2 separate regions of the Ovis canadensis genome follow, and region 1 is linked to region 2. A link is a contact called in public Hi-C data. All regions are on one chromosome and are shown on one strand. Each heading gives the region's core, a stretch centred on a gene start, on an enhancer-like site or on the middle of the called end of the contact. The rest is flanking DNA. Distances are from core to core; before and after follow the strand shown.

Region 1 (6,142 bases), core at 143-2,642, 180 kb before region 2:
AAAGTTCTGGGCCCGCCCCACCACTTAGGGAAACACCCCACACTGCTCCCTTCAAAACGAAAATCCTAGTTCAGTCTCCACATCCCTGTGCTGGGAGTTTAAAACCCAGGCCTCTACCCCAAGAGAGCTTTAGGATGAGCCTCTCCCACGACCTGCGCAAGAAAGTCCGACTCCCCCTGCTCAACCTGGTGCTGCTTGCATCCCGTTTAATAATCTACACCTAACACTTCCCCAGAATTTCAGCGACGTCTTACAATCCTACACTCAAAAAATAGTCCGAGCCCCATTCCTGTTCGTTGCCCCTACCCTCAGGGATTTAAAGCCCCGCCCCCTGCACCCCAACAAAGATTCCTCCAACAGACCCAGGCTTCCCGGGTCAGGTTTGGCCTCCTGGGTGAACAGCCTCCCCGCCCAGGCGCAGACAAAACCGCCTCGCCCTCACGCGGCTTTCTAGGGAAAGGCTCCAGTCTCCACCCGGTCCGGAACGCCACAGCCCCGCCCCGAAGAGAGGCAAACTTTCCGGCCCCGCCTTTCCCGCCAAACCTCTGACCCCGCCCACATGCGCGTCACTAACCCCACCCCCTCCCGGCGTCCGACGGCCCCGGCGAACTTCCTGGCCCCGCCCACAGGAGCCCAAGGCAGCAGCCTAAACCCGCCCCCTCCTCCTCGCCTTCTGGCACCGGTCCCGCCCCCGGCTCACCAGCCAACACTTTGGCCCCGCCTCCGATTTGCTAAGCCCAGCCTCTGGTCACGCCCCTGGCTCCGCCCCCGCCCCGCCCGTCAGTGTCTGGCCCCGTACCTAGAGCCCCTAAATTCTGGCTCAGCGGCCCGATTCCTGCGAAACTTTTTGGCTCCGCCCTACCGGCGCCTGGCCCCGCCCGGACCCTCAGGTCAGCCCCTGGCCCCGCCCCTGACTTCCTGGACCCACTTCCAGGACACGCGAAACTTTCCGGTCCCGCCCCTAGTCCTCAGGGTAATATTTGGCCCCGCCCCCAGCCCCAGCATAACTTTTTTCGGGCCCTCCCCAGCTGCCCACCAAAGCTCCGGATGCCTTCGGAGCCCGGCCCACCCAGGCCCTGCCCCGCCGACGGCCCGCCCCCTCAGCACCCTTCTAGCTTCCCATGTGGGCGTCCAGTCCCCGCCCCCCGCGGAGTACTCTGACCCCGCCCCCGCGGGCGACGGGCTACCCCGCCAGCGCCGGCGCCCGCTCCCCCCACGTGGGGCGTCAGGCCCCGCCCTCTCCGGGCGCGCTCCCGGCCCCCTCCCCCGGTCACCTGTCCCGGAGACCCCGCGGCGTCCGCGACTCCGGCTCCGTCGGCCTCCGCGTCTACAGCTCCCGGGCCACGCGCGTCACTTCCGGCCTGCACCACGTGAAGAAGGGAACTAAAGCGGGTTACTTCCGGCCTTGCAGGCCTGTTTCCGGGAGCCTTAAAGGCGCGGCGCTCCTCCCCGCCAACACCCCCCTCCTCCCAGCCCCCCACGCCGGGTGGAGGCGGGAGTGGGTTGAGCCGGCGCACGGAGTGTTCTGCAAGCTTGTTCTACTGTCTTCTACCTGAATGACCTCCTTCCAGGGAAAGAAAACACCACCCTCTCTCTGGTCTCTATTTGCGTCTCCTCTTTCCTGGTTCCTACAAGTAGGTGCCGGGCGCTGGACTGACTCTTGGAAGCCTGACCTGCCAGCTTGTGCTGGGAGGTGGGCGGGGGTCCCCCACCCTCCTGCCAGTGAAACTTTATAGTTAGTTGTAGGAGCTCACAGTTTTCAATGGAAAGAATCTCTTCTTCCTCTGAATCAGCATTGGGTGCCAGCTCTGTACTGGGGGGATAGGGAAGTGGGGGTTAAGGTGATGAACAAGGCAGACCCCATCCCTGGACTCTTGAGGGAAGGCACAAGTACATGTGAAACGACAGAAGACAGAACTGTGGGGATGTCTTGTGAGAGAGATGAGGCTAGACTGAGAGGGGGTGGCTGTCCAGGCAGGGGGCACAGCCTGTGCAAAGGCCCTGTGGTGAGTGAACCGGTGCTTCTAGGGAACTGGAAGATGCTCAGAGGAGGACCTACTGGGTTTTGCTACAGAGTCAAGAGGGTTACATACATTAAACAAAGCTTAGACATAATTTACCTATTGTTACAAGTGACGATAAATGCTATGGAACACCCTTACAGGAGGTGATGACAGTTGTAAGTGAGCAGACCAGATTTCCTGAGATTGCTGATGAATTTAGTTTGTGGTCTAAAACATGGGAAGGGAAAATACCTGGCAATCCACTGCCCCTATATGGTTATCATTAACAGCCTTTCAGAGGCCTTCTCTACACATACAATTTAATTCTCTTAAAATCCCCCAAGAATTCCCTGGTGGGCCAGTGGGTAGGGCTGGGTGCCTTCACAGATGGGGCCCACGTTCAATTTCTGATCAGAAACTAAGATCCCACAAGCCTCGAGGCACAGCCACAGAAATAAATAGATAAGTAAAAATTTTTCAAATGCCTACCAAAATCACTGCATCACCGGCTTCAATCGTGTATTCAGTTTCGCCTCTTTGAGGTCTTCCTTGAAACCACTCGTTTGAAAATTTCGAAACCTCCCATGCTTTTCTCTTTCAGTTTTATGTCTCCATATTACTGTTTACCCCCTAAACTACCGTGTTTCACTTTATTCTCTTGCTGTTCGGCCTCTAAGTCATGTCCAACTCTGCAACTCCGTGGACTGCAGCACTCCAGGCTTCCCTGTCCTTCACTGTCTCCTGGAGTTTGCTGAAACTCATATCTGTTGAATCACTGATGCCATCCAACCATCTCATCCTCTGTCACCTTCTTCTACTTCTGCCTGCAATCTTTCCCAGCATCAGGGTTTTTTTTTCCAGTGAGTCAGTTCCTTGCATCAGGTGGCCAAAGAGTTGGAGCTTCAGCTTCAGCATCAATCCTTCCAGTGAATACTGAAGGTTGATTTCCTGTAGGATTGACTGTTTACTGACTTTTTCTCAACTATATTGTCTGTGTTCTGTCTGCAGTACCGAGTCTCTCTCAAAACCTATTTGTTTAATGAATGAGTGATTTTTTTTGGCAGGGGGTTGGAATTTAGGTCCCCGACCAGGAACTGAACCCTACCCTTGGCAGTGAGATCGAGGAGTCCTCACCGCTAGACCACCAGGGAAGTCCCTGACTGAATCTTGGCTAGTACTATTATTTTCTTCCTTGTTTGTGAAACAAAACGTATGCCCTGAAACTCTATACCTTGAAGTTAGCCCGTGGATGGTTGACTAGCTTTTAAACTGCCACGTGAAATTCTGTCCTACAGATGAGCCATAATTTAGTCCAACTGGTCTCGTGGATGTTCGAGTTGTTTCTAACTGGGGAGGTTGCCAGCGATGCAGCATTGAATTTCTATAGGCGCATGGCTTGATGACTGCATGATCTGTGATCTTGTTCACAAAAGGGCTCCTAATGTCATGATTAAGGCTGTTGACTCTGAAGCCAGAAGATCTGGCTTTGAATCCTGGCTCTGTCATTTACCAACTGTGTGATCTTGGGCAACACGCATAGGAAACTTCTCTGGCCTTCATCTTCTCCATCTGTAAACGGAGATCATAACACCATCCTACTGTTGGTTGCACAGAATTCAATGGATTCATGAATTAATAGACACCCAGTGCTTGGCCTGAAATATTGTAAGTTCTCAATAAATGGAAACCATTCTTCTGTCTTCTAGGAAAGCAGATTGCTGAATCACAGGTTAATTCCCATTTTTATTTTCCAGGGGAAAAAAAGAATGAAGAGAGGTGGACCCAGGGTATGTAGAACCTGAAGTTTATACCAGTTGGAAACCCTCCTGAAAAAAAGAGTGGGAAATGCCCTGGTGGTCCAGCAGTTAGGGCTTGGCGCTTTCACTGCTGGGGGCAGGGTTCAATCCCTGGTCAGTGAATTAAGATCCCACAGCCTTTAAAAAAATGTACAAGACTGCAAGGGCACCTCCGAGGGTGTTGGGCAAAGCTGTGGAAATAGGGGGACCCAGAGGGTTGCACTTCCTCCGTTTCACAGGAAAGCCACTTCTGATGGTGGCTGCTCAGGAAAGACCTAGTGCTCACTTCCACTTTTCCAGGCAGGACAGTGGTGCAGGTCCCCTGGCAGCCTCACGGACAGGGGTATTCTCCATCTTTGATCTTTGCCAATATCACAGCCAAAGAGTCTGTCTCAGTGTAGTTTGAGTGGCCACTCTCTGATTAAAAAGTGAGACTTCAGGCTTCCTTGGTGGCTCCGTGATAACGAACCCACCTGCCAGTGCCAGACACACAGGTTGGATCCCTGATCCCAGAAGATCCCACATGCCGCCGAGCAACTAAGCCCGTGAACCACAGCTACTGAAGCCCACGCGCCCTACAGCCCGTGCTCCGCAGTAAGAGCAGCCACTGCGATGAGAAGCCCGCGCGCCGCAAGTAGAGAGTAGCCCCTGCGCGCTGCGACTGAAGCAAAGCCCACACAGCGATGAGGTCCCAGCCCAGCCAAAAATTAATTATTTTTAAAAAGGGAAACTGAGCACTTTTGGTATGTCTACTGGGGATGAGAAGGTGAGAGAGCAGAGTGAGCCAGACCTTGAGAATCCCTCCTTGAGACACTCAGCATCTTCACCAGAACTCTGGGCAGTGAAGGGAATTCTTTATCATCTCCACTTTACAAAGGAGAGCACAGAGGCCCAGTAAGGAGGTCCGCAGAGCTGCCAGTGCCTGGGTCCCTGCCTGGAGCAAAGCCGCAGGTTTAGGCCCCACGTGGTCTTGATCCCTTTGCCCCACCCAGCCAGTCAAAGAGGTGAGCAGTCTCACTCCCATTTTATATTTTTATTAAATAAATTTTTATTTAATTTTATTTGTTTTGACTGCACTGTGGGGGGTTGTGGTATCTGAGCTCCATAGCCAGGGATCGACCCCACGCCCCCTGGTATAGAAGCTCAGAGTCTTAACCACTGAACCATTGGAGACGTCTCTATTTTTTTTTTCTTTTAATTTTTAATTGAAGTATAGTTGATTTACAATGTTGTGTTAGTTTCAGGTGAGCAAAGTGATTCAGTTGGGTATATATGTTGATATAAAGTGGGTGTCCCTGGTGGCTCAGATTGGTAAAGAATCCACCTACAATGCAGGAGACCCAAGTTCGATCCCTGGGTCAGGAAGATTCCTTGGAGAAGGAAATGGCAACCCACTCCAATAGTCTAGCCTGGAGAATCCCATGTACACAGGAGCCTGGTGGGCTACAGTCCATGGGGTCGCGCAGAGGTGGACAGGACTAAAGCGACCTGGCATAGGTACTCATACATATGTGTCCTTTTTTTGGATTCTTTTCCATTATAGGTTATTACAGGACACTGACTACAGTTCCCTGTGCTCTACAGTAGGCCCTTGTTTATCGCTTCTATATGGAGAGGTATGTTCACGCACATGTTAGACATGAAGACTCAGCTGATGGTGCTGGCCCCCAGTCATCCAGCTGATCAGCAGCCGACCTGGAATTTGAACCTGGGGCTGCCTGACCCCAGAGAGACAGTGAGGAGAACAAGTGATATCTTGGCTCTGAGATCAGGTTGTCTAGGTTCAAATCCCTGCTCTGCCACCTGAGCTGTGGGACCACAAGGAAGTTACTTAACTTGTCTGAGCCCTAGGGTCCTCATCCGTAGAATGACAAGTACAGTGCCCGCCCCAGTGGGCTACCAGCCGGGGCTGCTGCAGGCTGAATGGTGGTAGGAGTTTAGTTGCTAAGTTGTGTCCAACCGTTTGTGACCCCATGGACTGTGACCTGCCAGGCTCCTCTGTCCATGGGCTTTCCCAGGCAAGAATACTGGAGTGGGTTGCCATTTCCTCTTCCAAGGGATCTTTCCAGCCCAGGGATCGAACCTGTGTCTTCTGCACTGCCGGCGGATTCTTTACCACTGAGCCACCAAGGACCTCGTAGGCTAAATAGTGGTTTCTAAAGATACCCGCCTTCTGATCCCTGGAGCCTGAGAACGTTATGTTATGTGGCAAAAGGGACTTTGCTGATACGATCAAGTCCAGAAACCTGAGATGGAGAGAGAACCCTGCACCATCCACCATCGGGGTGGATCCAGTGCCAATCACAAGGGTCCTTAGAAGAAGGAAGCAGGACCTTCCCTGGT
Region 2 (5,512 bases), core at 356-2,855:
GCGACTGAACGACTAAACAACCATTGATAACAGTAATCGCTACACATTGGCTGTTTACTCTGAACCAGGTGTGTTTAGGGTCTTTATTACCTGGTAGACCTTTTTCTCTTCTCAGCCCTGGGGAGGGGAGGGGCTTCATCATGATTTCCACTTCACAAATGAGGCACAGAGAGGTGAGGCGACCTGCCCGGGGATCACAATGCTGGGGAATGGCCAAGCGAGGACAGGGACCTCTGTCTTACTGAAGCTCGCCATCTTACCTGCCATGTTATCCCGTCCCCCTCCCGCATCCCAGGCTGGGAATTCAGACGCCAGAGTCCTTGTGTTTCCTTTGGGGTCCCTCCGATCTGAGTGCGGGGTGTTTCTTGCTCATTAGCGGATGGGAGGCCCGGGCTGGGTCCTCTCTGTCCTGCTCATGCAGCTGCGGGTCTCCTTTGTGAGAATCATGAATCATTTCCTCTAATAAAAATAATAGTCCTTACTAGTGGCATGACCGCTGGTACGGCCAGGGCAGAATTCATGAAACCGTCCCTACCTGGTGAGCCCATTTTACAGATGAATAAACTGAGGCCTGGACAGCAGAAGCCGTCTGATAGCAACACCCAAAAGGTCTGACTCCAAATTCTGTACTCCCTTCCTTTCGGGTGGAGGAGACTGGCCACAGCTAGCTCACAGCTCAGACCCGGGGTGCCCTGCCCTGCGCGAGCGCGCCAGGACCCCGCCCCCGCGCATGCGCACTCACCTAGGCCCGCCGGCGGCACCGAAGACCGCAGCCCCCAGGGCGGCGCCCCGAGCGCGGCAAAGCGGCGCAGGCGGAGGTAGGTGACGCTGAGGCGCACGATGGACGCCTTGTCCAGCTGGCTGGAGATGGCTCCGGGCAGAGGGAGTAGCTTGGCCAGCTCGAAGAACTCCAGGTTCTCCTTTCCGCGCCGCGAGCGCGCAGCGTTACGGGACTTCTCCTTGCGCTGCGCCTGCAGGCTGGGCGGGCGGCGCGGAGGGAGCGTCAGCGGGGGCCGGGGACTCCGGGTTCGGGGGCGGGGGCCTCGGGAACGGGGGGAACGGGACGTTGGAAGTGGGTTCAGGACTCTGGAGGTCGGGACAGAGCCTGAGAGTGACTTCTCTGCCCAGCCGTGGGGCAGGACTTGGGGGTGTAAAGGCTGAGGGGGAGGAGGAAGGAGAGGGGAGCGGTAAGAATGTTGGGTAGGAGTCCCGAAAAAGGGGGCTAGGAACCGAACGCCCAGTGTGCGGTGAGTTGCGGAACCTCGGTAGAGCAACTCCGGGTAAGAAAGTCTAGCCCGAGGGGCGGGGCGGAAGGTGAGTGTGAATTCTCTTCGGATCCCGCCTTGGGGCGGGGCCACGGCCCGAGGGGCGGGGCGAAGGTGAATGTGAATCCTCGTCGGATCCCGCCTTGGGGTGGGGCCACGGCCCGAGGGGCAGGGCTTTGCTCACCAGGGTCCCGGCGGGGCCTTGACCACGAACCCCGGCAGAAAGTCCCAAGGGACGCTGCCGCCGCGACCTCCCCCGCCACCGCTGGGGTAGGGGGCCGCCATCTCCGTGGGGACCCGCTCAGGAGGGCTCAGAGCGGCCTGTGGGACTCGAGAGCCGCGTCTCCTGCAGCGGGAAGGAGCGGGAGGCAACGCTCAGCGCCCGAGGGGGCGCGTGGGACACCTGGTAGGCAAACCAAGGTCCGCGGGGTTGGGTGCAGGGTCCCGGCGAGGAGCTGCCGCGGGAGGTGGCCTCAGTTTCTCCTACCCGGAGGCCAGGTTACACAGCCCGCAGCTCTCACCGTGCCGGGCTCCGGGCGAAGCTCACTCAGGGTGAGGACGTGCCCCGCCGCCGCCTCCCCCGCGCCGCCCGCCAGCGCGCCCGCCTCACGCCCGCGCCGGGCCGGCTCCCGCATACCAATAGGCGCACGCGGCGCGCATACGGATCCGACCGGCCCGCGCGCTGCGTGCCAAGCATGCCCAAAGCCGGGCGGGGGGCGGGCGCCTCGCCGGGGCCCAGGCAAGACCGGCTCCAGCCCCCAGAGCCCTCTACCCCGGGGACCTGCTCCCACCACAAGCCCATCCCGGGAGTCTGGTTTTTGCATCTGCGGTACGCCTATTTCCCAGGCTCGGTTAAAGAGATAGGGGCAGGGGGGAGGCAGAAACTAGGGACCCCACCCGATGCTTTTCCCAGGGACCACCCCTCAAACCCTGGGGGTGATGCCACGTGTCTGGGCCGCCAAATCTCCGCAACCACAACTTCCTCCCTGAAGACCCCCGATGCAGCGGCCAGCTCCTCAGCCCCAGGTAGCCCTCAGGATGGATCCAGAATTCTGAGCCCAGGTGTCCTGGTATTCAGATTCCCCAGAACCGGAAACATGTTCAATTAGGTCTTCATTCCTCCAGGGCTAGGCATTCAGGGTCCAGCCCCGCTCCCCACATCCACGCCGCCCCCAAGCCTTCCCAGCCAGGTCCCCCGATGCCCTAGATCTTGGCGTTCAGATCCCCCAGGCCCCTAATTCTCCAAGACTCAACCTCCGTGCGCCCCTACTCTCAGCCCCGGGAGACAGGCGTTCCGCTGCCCTAGCCCCCAGGACACTGGAGTCCCGGTCCCCTTCACCTCCAGGACTCAGGAGTTCCCTGTCCTCTCATACCTGCCCCCTGGCGTCCCCTACCTGCAAGACCCACCGCCTCGTTATCTGACCGCGAGGGCAGTCTCCGGGCGCGGCGTGGGGCCGGCCGGGCGGCGCAGAGGAGCGGCCCCATAGACCCCGGGGCGGGCCGGGCTCGGCGGGGCGCGCGGGCTGTGTCGCTAGGCTCTCCGCGCCCGCCGAGGCCTCGCAGACTTGGATGCGTGGAGACAGCGCCGGCGGGCGGGGGCGGGGCCTGCTGGAGCCCCGCCCACGGAGTCTCCTCCCTTCGGTCCTGCCCCGCGTCAGCCACTCTGATCTTTTCCGCGGTTGTTGTTCAGTGGCTCCGTCGTGTCCGACTGTTTGCGACCCCATGGACCGCAGCACGCCAGGCCTCCCTGTCCCTCACCATCTCCCGGAGTTTGCTCAAACTCATGTCCATTGAGTCGATGAGGCCATCCAACCGTCTGGTCTTCTCTCTTCCTCTTCTGCCTTCAATCTTTGCCAGCATCAATCAGGGTCTTTTCCAATGAGTCGGCTCTTCGCATCAGGTGGCCAAAGTATTGGAGCTTCAGCCTCAGCCTCAGTCCCTCCAATGAATATTCAGGTAGGGGGTTCCAAGCAAGGGAGTCCTGGGCTGCTCAGATGTCTGAGCCCCCTTAGCCCACCAGAACGGGAACCTCGAAGTCGGCTTCCCCACCCCAAGAGGGGAACACCGGAGTCCAGGCTCTATCTCTATATACCCCACTGGAAGGAACTATCACCCCATGTTCCCTAAGAATACTCAGCACCCAGCAGCTCCTCAAGACAAGGAAGGCACCCTGCGCCCGCTCCTGTAGGGGTGGAGACCCAGACGTCAGCGTCCCCTCTAGGGGAGCAAATCCAGGCGTTAGAGACCCTTTACCAGGAGAGAACTTAAGAATGTCAGCGAGGCCATCTGGACAAGAAGGGGACCTTGGGCTCAACACCCCCCCCCGCCAGCGCCCCCCCAACCCCACCCCCCACCCCCCACCTTATAAGACCAGGATTTGACATCTAGACTTCCCAGGGACTGGGACACAGGTGTCCAAGGAACTTCAGAGATCAGGATCCTGGGGTCTTAGTTCCACCACTACTCCTGCGGGAACCCTAACTTTGGAGCTTCCCATTAGACCATAAATGGGAACTAAGGGATTATAGTACCTCCCATAGAGATCTGGAGACCCAGGTGATCCAGCCAGTTCTTTTCCACTCTGGTAGAAAATACAAAATCTCTCCCTCCCAAGCCCCTTCAGCAGCCTGGCATGGGGGTTTCCAGGTGCTTAAGTGCTGCTAGGGGGCTTCCCAGGTGACTCAGTGGTAAAGAACCCACCTGCCAATGCAGGAGACATGACACCCGGGTTCAGTCCCGGGGTTTGGAAGATCCTCTGGAGGAGAGTATGGCAACCCACTCCAGTATTCTTGCCTGGAGGATCCCATGGACAGAGGAGCCTGGCAGGCTACAGTCCATGCGGTTGAGAAGAGTGGGACCAGCTGAACATGTGAGCATGAAGTACTCCTAGGAGACCGCAGTGCAACTGATGAAGGTGGGCTGGAAGTCTTAGGGGAGGCGGGTGGGCAGGGCTGGCAGAGAGCTAGGGTCTTCCTCAGGTTGGACAGAGGAACCAAGGCACACATCTCTGCACCCTCATGTACACGGGCTGATAGGAACACTCTTTTTTTTTAAAAAAATTATTTTTAATATTCATTTAAAGAAGGCTGAGCACCAAAGAGTTGATGCTTTTGAACTGTGGTGCTAGAGAAGACTCTTGAGAGTCCTTTGGACTGCAAGGGGATCAAACTAGTCAATCCTAAAGGAGATCAACTTTGAATAAGGTTGATCAATCTTGAATATTCATTGCAAGAACTGATGCTGAAGCTCCAATACTTTGGCCACCTGATGCAAAGAGCCAACTCATTGGCAAAGACGCTGATGCTGGGAAAGATTGAAGGCAGGAGGAGAAGGGGACAACAGAGGATGAGATGGTTGGGTGGCATCATCAGCTCAAGGGACATGAATCTGGGCAAACTCCGAGAGATGGTGAAGGACCGGGAAGCCTGGCATGCTGCAGTCCTTGGGGTTGCAAAGAGTCAGATACGACTGAGTGCCTGGACAACAATACAAATTTCATTTATTTAGTTTATTTTTGTCTGTGCTGGGTCTTCATTGCTGCACGCAGGCTTTCTCTAGCTGTGCTGAGCAGGGCCTACTCGCTCTCCCATTGCAGTGCACAGGCTTCTTGCGGTGGGTAGCTTCCCTTGTTGTGGAGCACAGGCTCTAGAGCACAGCCTCAGTAGTTGTGGGGCACAGGGTTAGCTGCTCCAAGATATGTGGGAGGCGCTATAATCCCTTAGTGCTCATTTATGGGCTAGTGGGAAACTGATGTTGGGGTTCCCATTGGAGCAGTGGTGGAGCTAAGACACCAGGATCCTGGTCACTGAAGTTCCTTGGATACCTGTACCCCAGTCCTTGGGAGGTCCGTAGGTTCAATCAGGACAACCACACTGAACAATTTGAGAGCTAATCTTTTATGTGTGACGTGGGCACTCGTTCCTGAGACCATCTCAGGGGGTCTATGAGGTCACATTTTCATACCGAGACATTTTCTGCCTTTCCACTTCCTTCTCCATGAGCATCCAGTGATGGGGGAGGTTTCAGAGGCTCCCTGGCCTGTGATATCACAGCAGACCCCAGGCATAAGCAGCAGGAGTGTCCAGCTGTTTTCTGTGAGGCTGGACTTTAAGGAGCTTTGCAAAAGTGTAAAATAATGACACTCCTTTCACTAAAATTTTTCTTAAAATAGGTTATTTATATAAGCCTGTAATGCATTTATTATTGCTATTTAAAAATGCCTTCTGAATCCTTTTCAAGAATTTCCA

The links. Hi-C and Micro-C count contacts between places; a contact is called where the count stands out from the background.
Region 1: a contact with region 2 is called in a Hi-C map of lung, with 4 times the contacts expected there. The contact joins the promoter of CCDC9 here to the promoter of NPAS1 in region 2. A contact is called at or near these places in 2 of 2 Hi-C or Micro-C datasets (fibroblasts and lung).

The regions. Positions count from the first base shown.
Region 1 is chr14:67,318,418-67,324,559 of ARS-UI_OviCan_v2, reverse strand. CCDC9 (coiled-coil domain containing 9) reads right to left here and starts at 1,392. Exons shown (of 16, transcript XR_011248459.1): 1 at 1,275-1,392.
Region 2 is chr14:67,137,483-67,142,994 of ARS-UI_OviCan_v2, reverse strand. It overlaps NPAS1 (neuronal PAS domain protein 1), which reads right to left and starts at 1,605. Exons shown (of 11, transcript XM_069549275.1): 1 at 1,450-1,605; 2 at 743-978. The coding sequence starts at 1,550.